Linked DNA regions of Mus musculus: region 2 is linked to region 1. A link is a contact called in public Hi-C data. All regions are on one chromosome and are shown on one strand. Each heading gives the region's core, a stretch centred on a gene start, on an enhancer-like site or on the middle of the called end of the contact. The rest is flanking DNA. Distances are from core to core; before and after follow the strand shown.

Region 1 (7,508 bases), core at 3,900-6,399:
TCTGCCAGGACTGCCCCACAAGCCTGGCTCTGCCCCTCTCATTGCATCCAAAGACTTTGCCTAATTACCAGTATCTGTCACTTTGATGACTTTATTTAGGTTGGTTTTTATTTTTATTTTTTTTTTTCACCAAGTTTTACCTTGAAAAGTCACTTTTTTTTTTTTTTTTGTATTCAGTGTTTTGTGGGGTGATACTTGGAAACAATATCAATGCCTGAATTTTCACTTAAACTTACAACTCCTTCATTTATATCAATATGGTTTTCTGTTGTATCTAGTAGGTTGGACTTTGTTATTAAGGATATCATTATTGATTTTGATACTTAATTTGCCCCAAGTTTGACCAATGGAAGCCCTTTCAGCTTCTGTCCTTTTTGATATATCTTTGCCATTCTTTGAACTCTGCTTTCTGGTACAATAAGATATTCCAAGTTCATCTTGTGCTTTGTTTCTCCAGTCCTGCAATCAACTATGTCTCTGAAGAGCTTCCTGGTCCTTTTTAGATTGTATTTAGAAGCCAGTGTTTTGGTACACAGTGTGCTCATTCTACTGGGGTATTGATCCTCTTAGGCTGTCTCAGTAGATAGAGCCAAGAAATACATGGCTGTTAAAAATCATTTACAGTTCATTTTTATAACCTAACTATATATATTTATATAGAGAGAATATGTTGAGTACTAAATATATTGACTAAGACATATATCTATATCTATCTATCTTGAATATTAAGTATATTGACTAAGACATACATCTATATCTATCTCCTTGTATCTATCTGTCTGTCTGTCTGTTTGCCTGCCTGCCTGCCTGCCTGCCTGCCTGTCTTAGTGTTTCTATTGCTGCAACAAAACACCATGGCTAAAAAGCCAGTTGGGGAGGAACGGGTTTATTTGGCTTACATTTCCAGATTGTAATCCATCATTGGAGGACATCTGAAAAGGAACTCAAGCAGGGCTGGAACCTGGAGGCAGGAGCTGATGCTGAGGCCCTTAGAGAGGTACTGGCTTGCATCTTACAGCTTGCTTGCTTAGCCTGTCTTCTTCTTTTTTTTTTTTTTTTTTGGTTTTTCGAGACAGGGTTTCTCTGTGTAGCCCTGGCTGTTCTGGAACTCACTCTGTAGACCAGGCTGGCCTCGAACTCAGAAATCCACCTGCCTCTGCCTCCCGAGGGACTAAAGGTGTGCGCCACCACGCCCGGCTCATCCTGTCTTCTTATAGAATCCAAGACTACAAAGCTACAATGGGCTGGGCTCTCCCTCATTGATCACTAATTGAGAAAATGCTTTACAGTTGGAACTCATGTAGGCATTTCCCCAACTGATGCTCCATTCTCTGTAGTGAACTCTAGCTTGTGTCAAATTAACATACAAAACCAGCCTGTATGTACATAAAATACATGCTTGTGTGCATTCATGCCTGAATATGTTCATGCCTGTATGTATATATACATGCCATGGCACAGATGTGGTCAGAAGACTACTTAATGGAATCTGTTTTCTCTTTCTGTTTTTACTTGTGTTCTGTGGATTGAACGCACATCATCAGGCCATGTATAGCAAGTGCTTTTATCTGCTGGGCCATCTCACTGACTCCAGTTTTTACATTTTTAAAGGGCAAATGTATTTATTGGTAGTGAAATACTGTCTTTGCATATGCTGATACTACTGTTGATATGCCTAAATTATCCATGGAATCTTGGCCTGTGAAAGAATTTGTGAACACTGTGTGGAGCTCTGCACATTTTCTGAGGGATGCTCAGCTTCTGGGCCCCTGTTTGGAATGCAGCTGGACTCCTCTAGTCACCCTGGTAGCATTGAGTGGTGAAAGACTCTTTCCTTAGTGATATATGGAAGGTGAAGCTTGTAACTCCTTTTATAGCAGTACCTATGTATCTTTATTAATGTGATCTTGAGAATATTATTAGAAATGAAGAGTGAAGTGTAAAGTCCTAAAATGGCTTGTTTGTGTAATTGTACAACTAAGTTAATCACTTTTAACAAGTCTCAACAATGACTGCATTCTCCTAGGGAGGTGTTAACTTGTTATGGGGTAGAAAGCACCCTTTGATACAGCATTTTCAGCCTGGAAAAACGGCTTTAATTTTAGAGTCCACTGAAACAAATGGAGACTTGTTGGGAATATTAACACTACCTTTTTCTTGTTTGTTTAGTTTAACAGGATCAGTGTTTATTAGGTGATGTTTGCTAGCAAGCTCTGATGTGTATACCATTTCTGTTGACCATGTTATCAATGTTCAGACAGTGCCAGTTGGTATGAGTTTCATACCTTGGCTCTTCACGTCTCAGTTTGTAAGAAGCACTGTGTCAAAATGGCTTGGAGTTGTTAAAGGCAGTGACATGAGAGCTCTGAATAGTGCATTTTAGGGTTGTTCACTTAAAAGAACAAGGGCTCAGCACTGTGGCCCAGACACATTTTCTGAGGAGTTAGTGTAACATTTTTCTGTTAACCTCCTAATATGTTCTAATTGAAGGAAAGCAGATCTTAATTGAAAGCTGATGATCCCGCAGAATGATCAATATAGCATGATGCTTTCTTTGGGTAGAGTGTAGTAGGGAAACAACCAGTAAATTATCCTGCTGCGTGAATCTTGTCAACGTTTTTGTCTGTCTGGTGGCTTCAAGTTGATCATATGTAGTCATTCTGAGACCATGGTCCTGAGCACTGAGCAAGGGTCTTCCTGTGAATCACTGAGAACTATCTTTACTGGAGAGGTAGTGAATAGAATGTTGTCTTGACTTAATTCTTGTCTTCATTCTCCCAGAAGCAAGAACTGAACAGACTTCTGTCAAACACATTTTAGCTGTTTGTGTCTGTCACTTTCTGGTGTGTAAGAGCTGTAGTTGTTGTCAGCAGGTGTGATTTATTGATACTTTTGACTCCAAAGGAAAACATCTTTAAAGAGTAATAGGTGAGAGCAGTGAGCTCTGTAAATTACTTCTTGTCAGAGAAAGAGAGGGTAGAAAGTACTTGTCAGGCTGGACGAAAACTCATTCAGGAAATATTTATTGTGCCAGTTGTCAGACCAGGGTTATGAGTGCCCTCAAGGAGCTACCAGTCTGTTGGGGTGGACAGATGCTTAATCGAGACACCACGGTGTTTCTCAACCTTAGATGCACTTTGGAATAAACTAAAGAGTTAAAAAGAATTTGGATGCTGGACTGGAGGAATGGCTCAGCAGTTAAGAGCACTGACTGTTCTTCCAGAGGTCCTGAGTTCAATTCCCAACAACCACATGGTGGCTCACAACCATCTGTAATGGAATCTGATGCCCTTTTCTGGTGTGTCTGAAGACAGCTACACTGTACTCATATAAATGATTATAAAAAAATTGCACATGCTTGGGATTTTTGTGGTTTAAGGCAGAGAGGTTCTCAAGCTGTGGGTTTTGAATCTATTTTGGAATTGTCGAATGACCCTTTATGTATCCTGATATGTATCCTGCATATCAGATATTTACATTATAGTTCATAACAGCAGCAAAATTACAGTTACGAAGTAGCATTGAAAATAATTTTATGATTGGGATCATCACAGCATGAGGAACTATATTTAAGGGTCATGGCATTAGGAAGCTTGAGAACCATAGGTCTATGTACCGTACATCATGGGCATCAAGATTCTTAAAACTCTCTAGGTAGCCATAATTGTATCCAGGTTGAATTCAATAAGAGCCTGGAGAGTGGGAAGCACAGTACAGAGGAGGGGCACTTAAACTTGGCAGAAAACTTCAAGGCATAAGGAGTGTCTTAGTTAGGGTTTCTATTGCTGTGTTGAAACATCATGACCAAAGCAACTTGGGAGAGGAAAGGGTTTATTTGGCTTGCATTTCCACATCACTGTTCACCACTGAAGGAAGTCAGGGCTGGAATTCAAACAGGGCAGACACCCGGAGTCAGGAACTGATGCAGAGGACATGGAGGAGTGCTGTTAACTGGCTTGCGTCACATGGTTTGCTCAGCCTACTTTCTTATAGAACCCAGGACCACCAGCCCAGGGGTGACACCAGCCACCATGGGCTGTGTCCTCCTCCACCAATTACTAATTAAGAAAATACCCTACTGGTTTGCCTCAACCAGATCTTATGGAGGCATTTTCTCAATTGAGGCTCCATCCCTGCCAGTGACTCTAGCTTGTGTCAAGTTGACATAAAACTAGCCATCATAGGAGACTTGAGCTGAAGTTTGAGATTAGAAACTTCTTGAAAGGCTGAGAAGATAGGTCCTTGTTGAAGGGAAGAGCAGCTGAGTAATTTAGGACAGGCAAGTGCCTGGTGCCTTATGTGTCAGTTCCATGGTCTTTTGCTGTTTCCTTGCCTTGTCTTTAGCATTTGTGCTATTTGTGGGCCTTAGTGGTTCTAATCTCCAATCCAGGGCTAAATGTAACCTATATTAGGAGTTGTAGAAAATTATTTGTGGTCCTGCAAAAGCACTGTTTATGATCACAGAATCCAAGAAATATTTAGTAAATGATGGTCGTTGTACAGTAATAATACTATTACTAGAATCGGAACATGGTTTGATAGAGACATCCTGGTTCTTTATGGCTAGAATTTACGGTGCAACACCATAGGATATGCTAGTGAGTGGCAAAGAATATGTTTGGCAGGCAGAGTCCCAGATGAGGGCACGTATAAGAGTAAAAGGCAATTAATAATGGGGCATCATGGCAGAACCAGGACATTTCCATGGTAATATGCTAAGATGTATCACAAAGGGCTCTGGGAAAACTTGGGTCCATATTGGAAAATTGGCTCTGAACATGGTATTCTCAGCATCATTACGTGTTCTAAATTAGCAGTGAGTGTTAATAGGACAGAAATAGGATTTTCAGCTTCTTTAGCCAAGTAGTTAAAAATACTGAGTGTCTTGAAGAGTGTTGGAGGAATAAGCGGTCTCAAGGTGCTCTCAGATCCTGTGCAAGTTGCTATGGCCTTTATTGTTTACAGGTTTAATGAGAAAATTAAGAAAGGATTGCTTGGCCACTTGCATTTAGAGGAGGCACTTTTTAATTTACTTTTTGATTTGCAGAGAAATAAAAAAATGTCTCCATCTGCACTGGCTTCATTGGCCCTTAAAATAACTTATGTATATTTGTTATGTTATGTAACCTGTCACAACATTAGTCACCACTTCTTCCATAAGGCAACATGTAAACCATCATGGGTAAGCATGACTAGAGCTTATAATTATAGACCAGTTTGTTCTTAGCATTTTAGTCAGCTTCTGCTTTCTTTCTTTTGAGAGAGAGAGAGAGAGAGAAAGAGAGAGAGAGAGAGAGACAGACAGACAGACAGACAGACACACACACACAGAGACAGAGACAGACAGACAACACTGGCTGGCTGACTGATTGACTGGCTGACAGGCTGGCTGTTATAATCTTTGGCTCCACACAGTAGAACTCTGCCTGCTGAGCTAAGAATCTTAGGCTTATTACTTAATCCATTGGAGTGAGGGGAGGAGGGAGAGACAGAAAGGCAGGAATACTCACTCCCTCTTTCTCTCTCTCTCTCTCTCTCTCTCTCTCTCTCTTTCTTTCTACTTGTATTCTTGGGATACTTGTTTCTACAAATGACCTTTTTCTTTGAAACATACCTTTCATTAGAAAAATAACATTGAAAGGTACTGAGATGTACTCTATTCATTTTATGTACAATTTAGTAGTATACACTAAATTATTTGGGAGAATTCCAGTTGACTGGATCAGTGGTTCTAAAATATGGTCACAAGTCAAGTAGAACTGCTATGAGCTACTGGCTACTTGTTAGGAAGATTCTGGGAGGAAGAAGTCTGTCTTTTAATTAGTCCTCTAATTAATTGTAGTCCATACTAAAGATTGAAGCATGTGGACCTGGATGATCATACCTTTCATTTCTTTTAGACTCCTGGAAGACTAGTTTCCACTTCCTTTGTCCCTTACAAATATCTACGTGGTTAGGTATGGAGGAAACACTACCTGACATGAGAGACCATACCCTGTTCTTCAGCAGCTTATGTGTAGAAGAGGAAAGCTAACCATAACCAGTGTTGAGACTGGTATAATGTGGAGAATTAAATTAGGTGCTGGACAGTGTGATGGAGTTGGTCTTTCTGAGTAGGGTTTTGAGTGACAGAAAGAATCACTATGTGAAAATTTCTGTGAAGGGTCTTAACATAGGGGTGAGTGAGCGGCAGAAGACCAGTGTGCCTGGGTCTAGTGAGCCAGAAGAAAGAAATCAGATAGGTATGCAGAGGCCAGATCATGTAGGCTCTGCCTCCCCTTTGTCTTTAACTCTATTTTAAAAAATTATGGCAATATACATAAAATAAAAATGTTTATTCTAACCATTTAAAAGTGCTCAGTTCAATGGCATTAGATGCATCTGTATTGTTCTGCATCCATCTGGCACTAGAATTTGAAGTTTGTGGGGTTTGTGTATGTGGAATGCTTTGGATACATTTAGCATGAAGGGCTGACATGGTCTGAATTTTAGAATGAACGGACCGCTGCATGAAAAATAGAGGTATAATCATATGGAGGAAAGAATGGAAGTAGGGAGACTGTCAGGAGAGTAATGCATTAACTGTGGGTACCACGAAGCACACTGCTCTGGATTTTTATTTACTTAATTTTTTGGAGTATGTGTGTGCTGGAGCAGAACATAGAGGCATGGGTCCACTAAGCTAAATGTTAATTTCCACTCAGCTATTAAAAAGAATGAATTATGAAATTCCTAGGCAAATGGATGGACCTGAAGGGCATCATCCTGAGTGAGATAACCCAGTCATAAAAGAACTCACATGATATGTGCTCACTGATAAGTGGATATTAGCCCAGAAACTTAGAATACCCAAGATATAAGATACAATTTGCAAAACACATGAAACTCAAGAAGAACAAAGACCAAAGTGTGGACACTTTGCCCCTTCTTAGAATTGGGAACAAAACACCCATGGAAAGAGTTACAGAGACAAAGTTTGGAGCTGAGACGAAAGGATGGACCATCTAGAGACTGCCATATCCGGGGATCTATCCCATAATCAGCCTCCAAACCCTGACACCATTGCATACACTAGCAAGATTTTGCTGAAAGGACCCTGATATAGCTGTCTCTTGTGAGGCTATGCGGGGGCCTAGCAAACACAGAAATGGATGCTCACAGTCAGCTATTGGATGGAACACAGGGCCCCCAATGGAGGAGGTAGAGAAAGTACCCAAGGAGCTGAAGGGGTCTGCAACCCTATAGGTGGAACAACAATATGAACTAACCAGTACCCCGGAGCTCTTGTCTCTAGCTGCATATGTATCAGAAGATGGCCTAGTTGGCCATCATTGGAAAGAGAGGCCCCTCGGTCTTGCAAACTTTATATGCCTCAGTACAGGGGAATGCCAGGGCCAAGAAGTGGGAGAGGGTAAGTAGGAGAGTGGTGGGGGGGCATGGGGGACTTTTGGGATAGCATTGGAAATGTAAATGAAGAAAATACCTAATTTAAAAAATGTTAATTTCCC
Region 2 (7,200 bases), core at 786-3,285, 99 kb before region 1:
TCTCGTGGCTGAACCCGGGGCAATGGCTAGGTGTCTGGTGGAACAGGAAGGGATTCGGGAAGAAGAAAAAAAGAAAAGAAAATGTGATTTGGGGTGAAAAAGAAAAAGGGCAAGACAGTTACTGAAACTCCTTTCTAGGTCCGTTTTACAAGTTGCTTTCTTTCCATGTGATAGTGGGGAGAAATGAAGTCTGAAATGTCTGCTTGCCTGGCACAATTAAAGGGAAGCCAGGACCTCTGTAGTTTATCTCACAGGACACACAGTTGAGGCAGCATGAAGTCATACTTTTTACATAGTGTACATAACTTTTGCTCACAAGTAGGTGTTGCACTGGTGTTGCCTAAGCTCGTGCCCATGTGTGAAAATGTTCATGCTCGTCTCTTTTTGGCAAAAATACAGCCAGCACGAATTTTATCTTTGTTAATAACCAGCACAACAGTACAGGAGGTATACAGGTGGGCATCATACGGAGGAGGCATCTGAACATCCAGGACTAACACTTGTGTGCTAAGGCGAGCCTACTTGATCTTCTGTGAGCTCCTATCAGGTGTATTTGCAAAAACTCTTTAAGTTATGCATGTGTATGTACACACTGCATGTGTAAAGATGCTCTAACTTTAGGGAGAGACCATCAATCTAAAGACAGGCATGTGCATGTGCAACCACACAGACAGTCCTTCAGTGCCCACATAGACGCTGGCCCACGATCAACTCTAGGAATATATTAGCACGTTATACTGGGGTATCTGGGACAGTTTTGTGGGGTTTTTTCTTTTCTCAAAGAAAGTAGGAAATGAAAATTGAATCTGGGAGTCACCAGTGTTGGTCTGGAGGTTGTTCAAGGGGCAGGAAACTTTGTAGGAAGCCTGGGGTGATGTCCTTGGTGCTGGCTGGACTCAAGGGGCTGCCTTCAGAGCTGGGGAGGGGATACTTGGTGATTCTTGTTAAAAGCTGCCCAGAGGGTAGGGAATTATACCCATAAAGAGATGTACACCACTCGGTACCCACCTCTCTGACCGGCAGTCCCCACCCATCCTTGGCCTCAACTTTCCGGCTGTTGGGATCCCCATGGGGCACTTCTCTATTTATTCCTCGCATCTGGTTAGGACGCAATAGTGTCTATTGGAGGCTCAAGCTCATATCCCGCCGCGGGGAGGCATCTGGGCACCCCGGCCCAGGGTTCAGAGGCCGCTAAGTTTGTTAATCATTGGGAGACGTCGCTTTGCCCTGTCCTGGGAGACTAGGCAAGGCGAGGAACAGGCTGTAAACACAGATCCTGACACGTGAGTGACATTTACACAGTGCGAGGAAACGCAGCCTAGAGAAATGCAGGGGGGTGGGGTGGGGATGGGGTGAGGATCAGGCTAGGACAGGTAACTGAAACATTCACAAATGTCCTCGACCCTCTCCCCCTGTCAGGGGTAAAGCACCCTCAGTTCCGGGTACCCTGTGTTTTGTGGAAGGTGACAGGTGAACGGGATTCAGGTCTGGCCACTGCAGCCACTGCCTACCTCCCTACCATCTGCTTCCCCGCAGACTAGCAGACCCGCCGCATAATGAGGTAGCAGCCTCCAGCCGGCCACCGTGACTAACTCAGAACAAAAGCGCGCCTCCACGCCTTCTCCAACAAAAGGGCCACCAGCCCTGGCGCTCCCCGAAGGCTGCGGGGCTCCCGGCTGCCGGCTGCGGAGATGCCGCGCGCAAACTTCCCGGGGCTCCCGGGGCAGGCGGCGCCACCCGGCCGGGGCCGCGGAGGGAGGAAGCGCCCAGCCCAGGGAGAAAGTGAGGCCAGGCTGGAGGAGGGGAGAAGGGGGGAGGAGGGCGCCGGCCGCAGCGGAACCAGGGTGATTGATCTGCGCGCTGTTCCCGGCGCTCTGTCCCGTTATTAGAGCGGCCAAAGCAGGGCCACGCAAATACCCTCGGAATCGCCAACTAATTGACGCTGCAGGCAACTATTTCATTGTGCGCGCTGGTTTTATGTCTTCATAGCCGGTGATTGACAAGGTGTAATTAGTCATCTCACTCGGTGATAAACATGGGCACCCTCCTCCCGCGGCATCAGGCCGAGTGTACCAGCAGAGGAAGCGATAGTTGACGCTGATATACCATTAAATCAAAATGAAGACGTTCAGAAGTGTGTGTTTGCTGTGACGCTCTCGTGGTTTATTTCTCAAATACGGCACCAACAGATTTACTTGATTTGCAAGTTAACTACAACATTAACTGGTTTTATTTATTTTGCCTCTTTCCTTCCTCTTCCTAGGCAGGGATGTTACTCTTGGAGTATGTGAAGACAGTTTGCTTTTTGACAAGCGAGCAAGCGGGCGCCCAGATTTCTACAGCCTTTGGAGTCTCCCCGGAGGGAAAGGCAGATAGAACAAACCTCGGACTGGGGAGCCATCCTGGAAGGGCTCTGCGCAGGGGAACCGCCCCACCCTTTGGCCCCAGACTCTCCTGCCTGGGGCTCCGGTGGTACTACTAAAGGATTGCCTCAAGCTCTGAGGATGAAGCTGGGGTTTAGGGTTCCGGAAACCTCTCGAATAACAACTGTGGGGGAGAAAGAGACTCTGCCAACATTTCTTCCTGGCCTCACAACGGAAAGGACTGTTTTCTTAAAGCTGTTGACTTCAGTCACAGAGCCAGTGGCCCACCACTATTTCCCCTGTCCCCCGCGTAAAGCATAACTTCTCTGTGTTTGCTTGTACCGTTCAGCAAATTACATTCCTTGCTTATATAAATATTCTCTCTCTCTCTCTCTCTCTCTCTCTCTCTCTCTGTGTGTGTGTGTGTGTGTGTGTGTGTGTGTGTTGTTACTGTTACTGATGCTGGTTACTCATTTCAGAAACCTGGGTGCTTACATTTTAAGTGGGAAGAGGCCTGATCTGTTATGAGAGCATCAACTGAACAAAGCCACCAGCATCTGAAAATCCGTCTCCAGGTTACCCCATGTGCCCCCAGGAGACCCCACTGGGGAATGGTTCCTGCACTTTTGCCTTCTTTCTAACCTGTTTCTTTCCTATAGAGCAGAAAAATGAAATGATTTTCCCCCACCAGGAAAAGGAATGTGGGGAGGAGACAGCACTAGGAGAAGCTGGGGTGAGGGTCACAGAGACAGTCAAGGAGCCCTGCATCTTCAGGGAGGACTGTCTTCACCCCACAAGGCTTGCGGGCCTTGTTTGGACAAGGGAAGGCTGCTTTATATTGATGAGAGAGGTTTTCTGCAGCAGCAAATGTGCTCAGGCATGGCTCTTTCACTATGAAATCTGTTCATTGTTTTGGTCATACCATACAGAGATCTGCTGATCACCAGTATTGACAGTACAAGTCAGTGGGACCTTCATTATTTCCAAGAGGAGTCCCGTGTCTGTGACACTAGAACAGAGAAGTAGCTTGGCCCATGGCAGGCAGACAGGAGCCCAATTCCTCCTCCTCTTCTCCCTGCAGCGATCTGAACAATTCGGAAAAAAAAAAATGCCTCCCTGGGCGTCAGCTGAGAAGGTTGGGGAACTAACCAGGGCTCCGCTCTCTCTCTCTCTAGGGCCCTGTTAAATGCACTGAACTTAAAATGAAACACGAAGTGTGAATTTCAGGTTTGAACATGATGCATCGGGAAATGTGAAGGTTGGCAGCCCTTTCCTCCCTCCTGCCTTTCGGTAGCAGGTATTAATATTGTATTAAATGTTATGAGAAAGTAAGGGCTGTGGAGAGGAATGTGCTCAGATGCAATTTTGTCAAGGTTTTTATCTGTGATTATGGTTCCAGATGTAGAAACTCCCGGAGGAGAGAAATGAGGGGCTGCTGGCATGTGACATGTGTTTTAAGGTGTTTGGCAGTGTTTCTCAAAGTGGTGACAAAATGTTCAATTTTATTACAGGGAATTGGTAAAAGGAATATGAATTCTAGGTCAGAGATTATTCACCTTCAGCAAAAACAATTTACCATTATTGATTAGGGTGTGGAAAGTTTGTATCTGGACCCTCCTCAAATCACATTGTCAACAATATAAATCTGTCAGATCAAATTATTCTTAAAGAACAATCGCAACAAAATACACAATAGCTAATTGCATTCTCCTCCTTCCTCCAGCTAATTTCCACAAAAAGGTACACACTGCCCTGGAATGGAAAGTGAATATTACAACAAGAGGCCTTGCATTTCTTATGCTACAAGGACACCTTGTATCTAGAGGGTCAGTTCTTTTTAACTTAGCCAGTCCTAAAAAGGACATTTTGCAACCCCTGCTTTCAGTCTTTCAGATTAAAGACAGCAATAAATTTTCCCACATAGGAAAACTTAGTTTCTTAAATAAGAATCAGGAAGATTCTGTAGGAGGAAGTAGGGATGGTGGTGATGGGAGAGGAAGTAGAAAAACCACCAGGTGGCTGACATCTCTTTTAATTGCATACATTTGATACTGGAAAATTTTCCCACCAGTCTTTCTTTATTCAAAGGCATCTCCACTATCCTTCTCAGAATGCAAGACACCCTAAACTCCATTTTGAACACAAGTTTCTCTAATAAATCTTTTATGAGCTTCACATACACCAGCATTAATAGATTGAGGTGCCCAGCTATGGCTCACTAGCCTGAAGGTGGGTTTGGTAACTACTTCCATAGAAGAGAAAGAGGTTTTGCCTCAAGATTCTGGATTTTTTAAAAAATTTCTCCCAGGATCCCCTACCAAAGGCCAAAAGACTGCACCCACTTACAGACCCTACTGCTAGTTATAAATCATCCCACACCTAGCACATCCATTCAAACCCATCCTTTCTGTCATCCTAACCAAGGGACACTGCTTTGTGCTCTCCAGCCTTGATATGATTTTACCATCACAGATCATACCAGGCTTCAACTCAAATTACACCTTCCTCGGGAGTCCAGAAGCTTCCTCTCTTTAGTGTAGGTTCAGGTACATTTCCAACCTTCCAACAGGAATAGTGAGTTTGGGAGAGAAATAGTCATCATGACCATCATCTCATCCAGGGCTCTTAGCAAAAGACCTGTAAGTATCCCCAGTCCAACTTTTCCCTGGGTCTGATTGGCAAATCTTTATTGCTATCCAGGGAAGTTGCCATTGTCTCTTTAGGTGAGAAATGAGTCATTTCCCACAGATGCTTCAGCTAAAGCCCAGCCTCTAGGCACCCCCTCCCCCAACATTTTTTTTAATTCTTCCATTAATTAAAACAACTAATGTCCCATTGATTATCTTTGCATGAATGGAAATCATTAGAGCCCTTGCAGGTATATGGGAAATTCTGTTTGCTTAAGTATTCACACTTTGATTTCCTATAGACTCATTTTTTCTCAAGCATAAAGAGATTCAAACAAAACAAAACAAAAACAAATCTCTGACACTTTGCAATGAAATATGAAAACTAGTCTTCAATGAGCTTGTGGGGATCTCTGGCAGGAAGAGGTATTCAGATGGCCCCGTACTATCACTGACGTTGACCCTCCAATAAAGGGGTCCTAGACAGTTAAGGCAGACATTGGTAGGTTGGCAGACTCAGGTTTTTAATTTGTGCTTGTTTGGAGTCATACAAGCTCTTCCAAATTGACTTTCAAACAACTGTATCAGCCCTCAAAAGTGAATAAGAAAAAAAAAAGGAAGAGGAGGAGGAAGAGAGGAAGAGGAGGAAGGGGAGGAGGAGGAAGGGGAGGAGGAGGAGGAGGAGGGGAGGGGGTGGGGTAAAGGCACTGGACAATTGGATCTGTTTGAAACTTCCCAATCAGTTGACCAGTTCAGCTTGCATCCATTTCTGTGGGCAGCCATAATTAGAGCGATCTATTTTGCATTTACTTCTCTGTGCAAGCACTACATTACCCACTCTTCCCTTGCTTATTAAACAGTGCCACCTGCACCAGACTCAACAAAGATCTTCCATCAGTCAGGCCCAGCTAAGGTCCCAGACCATATATTACCATTAACTGAAGCTTGGCTGAATAGTTGATGACAAGTAAAAGCAGTTTCTGGGACCTGTTTTTGAACAACCTTTTCAGCAAAAAATTATGAATTCCTCAAATTGTCATCTTTTATAAACCCATTTTATTTTCTCTATATAGTAACTTAAACAGCAATTAGCAAGTTGTTTAATTAATGTACTATCCCCTGCATGTCACCAAGGTGCCTCCAGCACACTTGTTCATAGGTACTAGCCAATGCGGTCAATATTTTGTCACTCAAAGCCTCTGAAGCTGACCACCTTGATAGCTCTAATGGTATAAAAAGGATCTGAAGAGCCCAATACAAGGCTAAGAAGCAAAGGGCAGTTTTTAGGAAACTAGCCAGGGAGAGTCTGAGTCTAGACAGAGGGACAGGCAGAAGAAAGTGAGGCAGGAACAGAGAGGGGAGAGGCAGAAAATGAATCTACATAGACATCAGTGGCTTAAGAAAGGCACAGGAAGTTTCCAGCAAACATGGGACCATTTCTGACATTCAGCTATGTTCTAACAAACTCGGCTTTCCAAAGCTGATGATTTACACATCTTTAAGAGCCTCAAACCTCACTGTGGCTTGTTCTTTTAAAAGCTTCCTGCTTTGTTCCAAATACTGCTTATCGTTGGCATTGTCAACAGCTCTGCATCTGGGAGAGATTAATTAAGTGATAGGTCAGACACAATAAGGTGAAAGGGCATGTCCACCCAATCAGAGCAGATTCATCCATTTCAGGATGGATCTACTTTTTTTCTTTTGAGAGAGAGAGGGGGGGGGGCAATTTTGGTTCCATCTCAAGGGAGGATTTGTCAATAGGGATGTCTGAGCTCCTCTGGTGAGGTGCACATAGCTGAAAAGAATGTTTTGCAAATAGAAAAATATCTAAAACTCTACATTCTGTCTTTTTAAGGTATTGAAATAAATCTCAACTATCAATTCTGTCTGTATGCTTAAGTTTCACAATCTGCGTGAGAGGTGATTTTCCTGAATATGAGTCTCTTACAAAATAGCTAATTGGATGGTTATGAATAAGATTGCTATTAACAATAAAAATTTAAAAGTTCACTTTCACTTCCTTCCCCCCCCACCCCAGTGTCTGATGAAATGCAACTCCTTCATTTCAAGTTCACCTTTTAATTTCTAGAAGGAAAAATGAGAAAAGACATAGGAAAAGGAGCCAGAGAGATGGGGATGAAAGAAGGAAAAGGGAGGGGGTGTTTCTAGGTATCATGGACTAAATTTTCCAGACCAATTAGAGATTATCT

The links. Hi-C and Micro-C count contacts between places; a contact is called where the count stands out from the background.
Region 2: a Hi-C map of cortical neurons shows a contact between it and region 1, with 2.3 times the contacts expected there. The contact joins two enhancer-like sites. A contact is called at or near these places in 1 of 39 promoter capture datasets (liver), 1 of 484 Hi-C or Micro-C datasets (cortical neurons), 5 of 115 datasets of contacts at active chromatin or transcription factors (embryonic forebrain, embryonic limb bud, forebrain and 2 more) and 4 of 9 other capture datasets (adipose tissue, liver, macrophages and 1 more).

Annotation. Positions count from the first base shown.
Region 1 is chr2:38,246,167-38,253,674 of GRCm38.p6, reverse strand. All of the region lies in intron 1 of Dennd1a (DENN/MADD domain containing 1A), which reads left to right. Among named protein-coding and RNA genes, the nearest start is that of Dennd1a, 37 kb to the left of the region's middle. Within about 2 kb of position 5,149, at least 4 of the 459 cell types and tissues checked have an H3K27ac peak or open chromatin away from gene starts, as enhancers often do. A contact at or near this core is called in cortical neurons, where this site is marked.
Region 2 is chr2:38,342,801-38,350,000 of GRCm38.p6, reverse strand. Gm27197 (a long non-coding RNA gene) reads left to right here. Exons shown (of 2, transcript XR_374289.3): 1 at 1-2,134; 2 at 2,264-3,695. It also overlaps a transcript of Lhx2 not described here. Among named protein-coding and RNA genes, the nearest start is that of Gm27197, 4.3 kb to the left of the region's middle. Within about 2 kb of position 2,035, at least 14 of the 459 cell types and tissues checked have an H3K27ac peak or open chromatin away from gene starts, as enhancers often do. A contact at or near this core is called in cortical neurons, where this site is marked.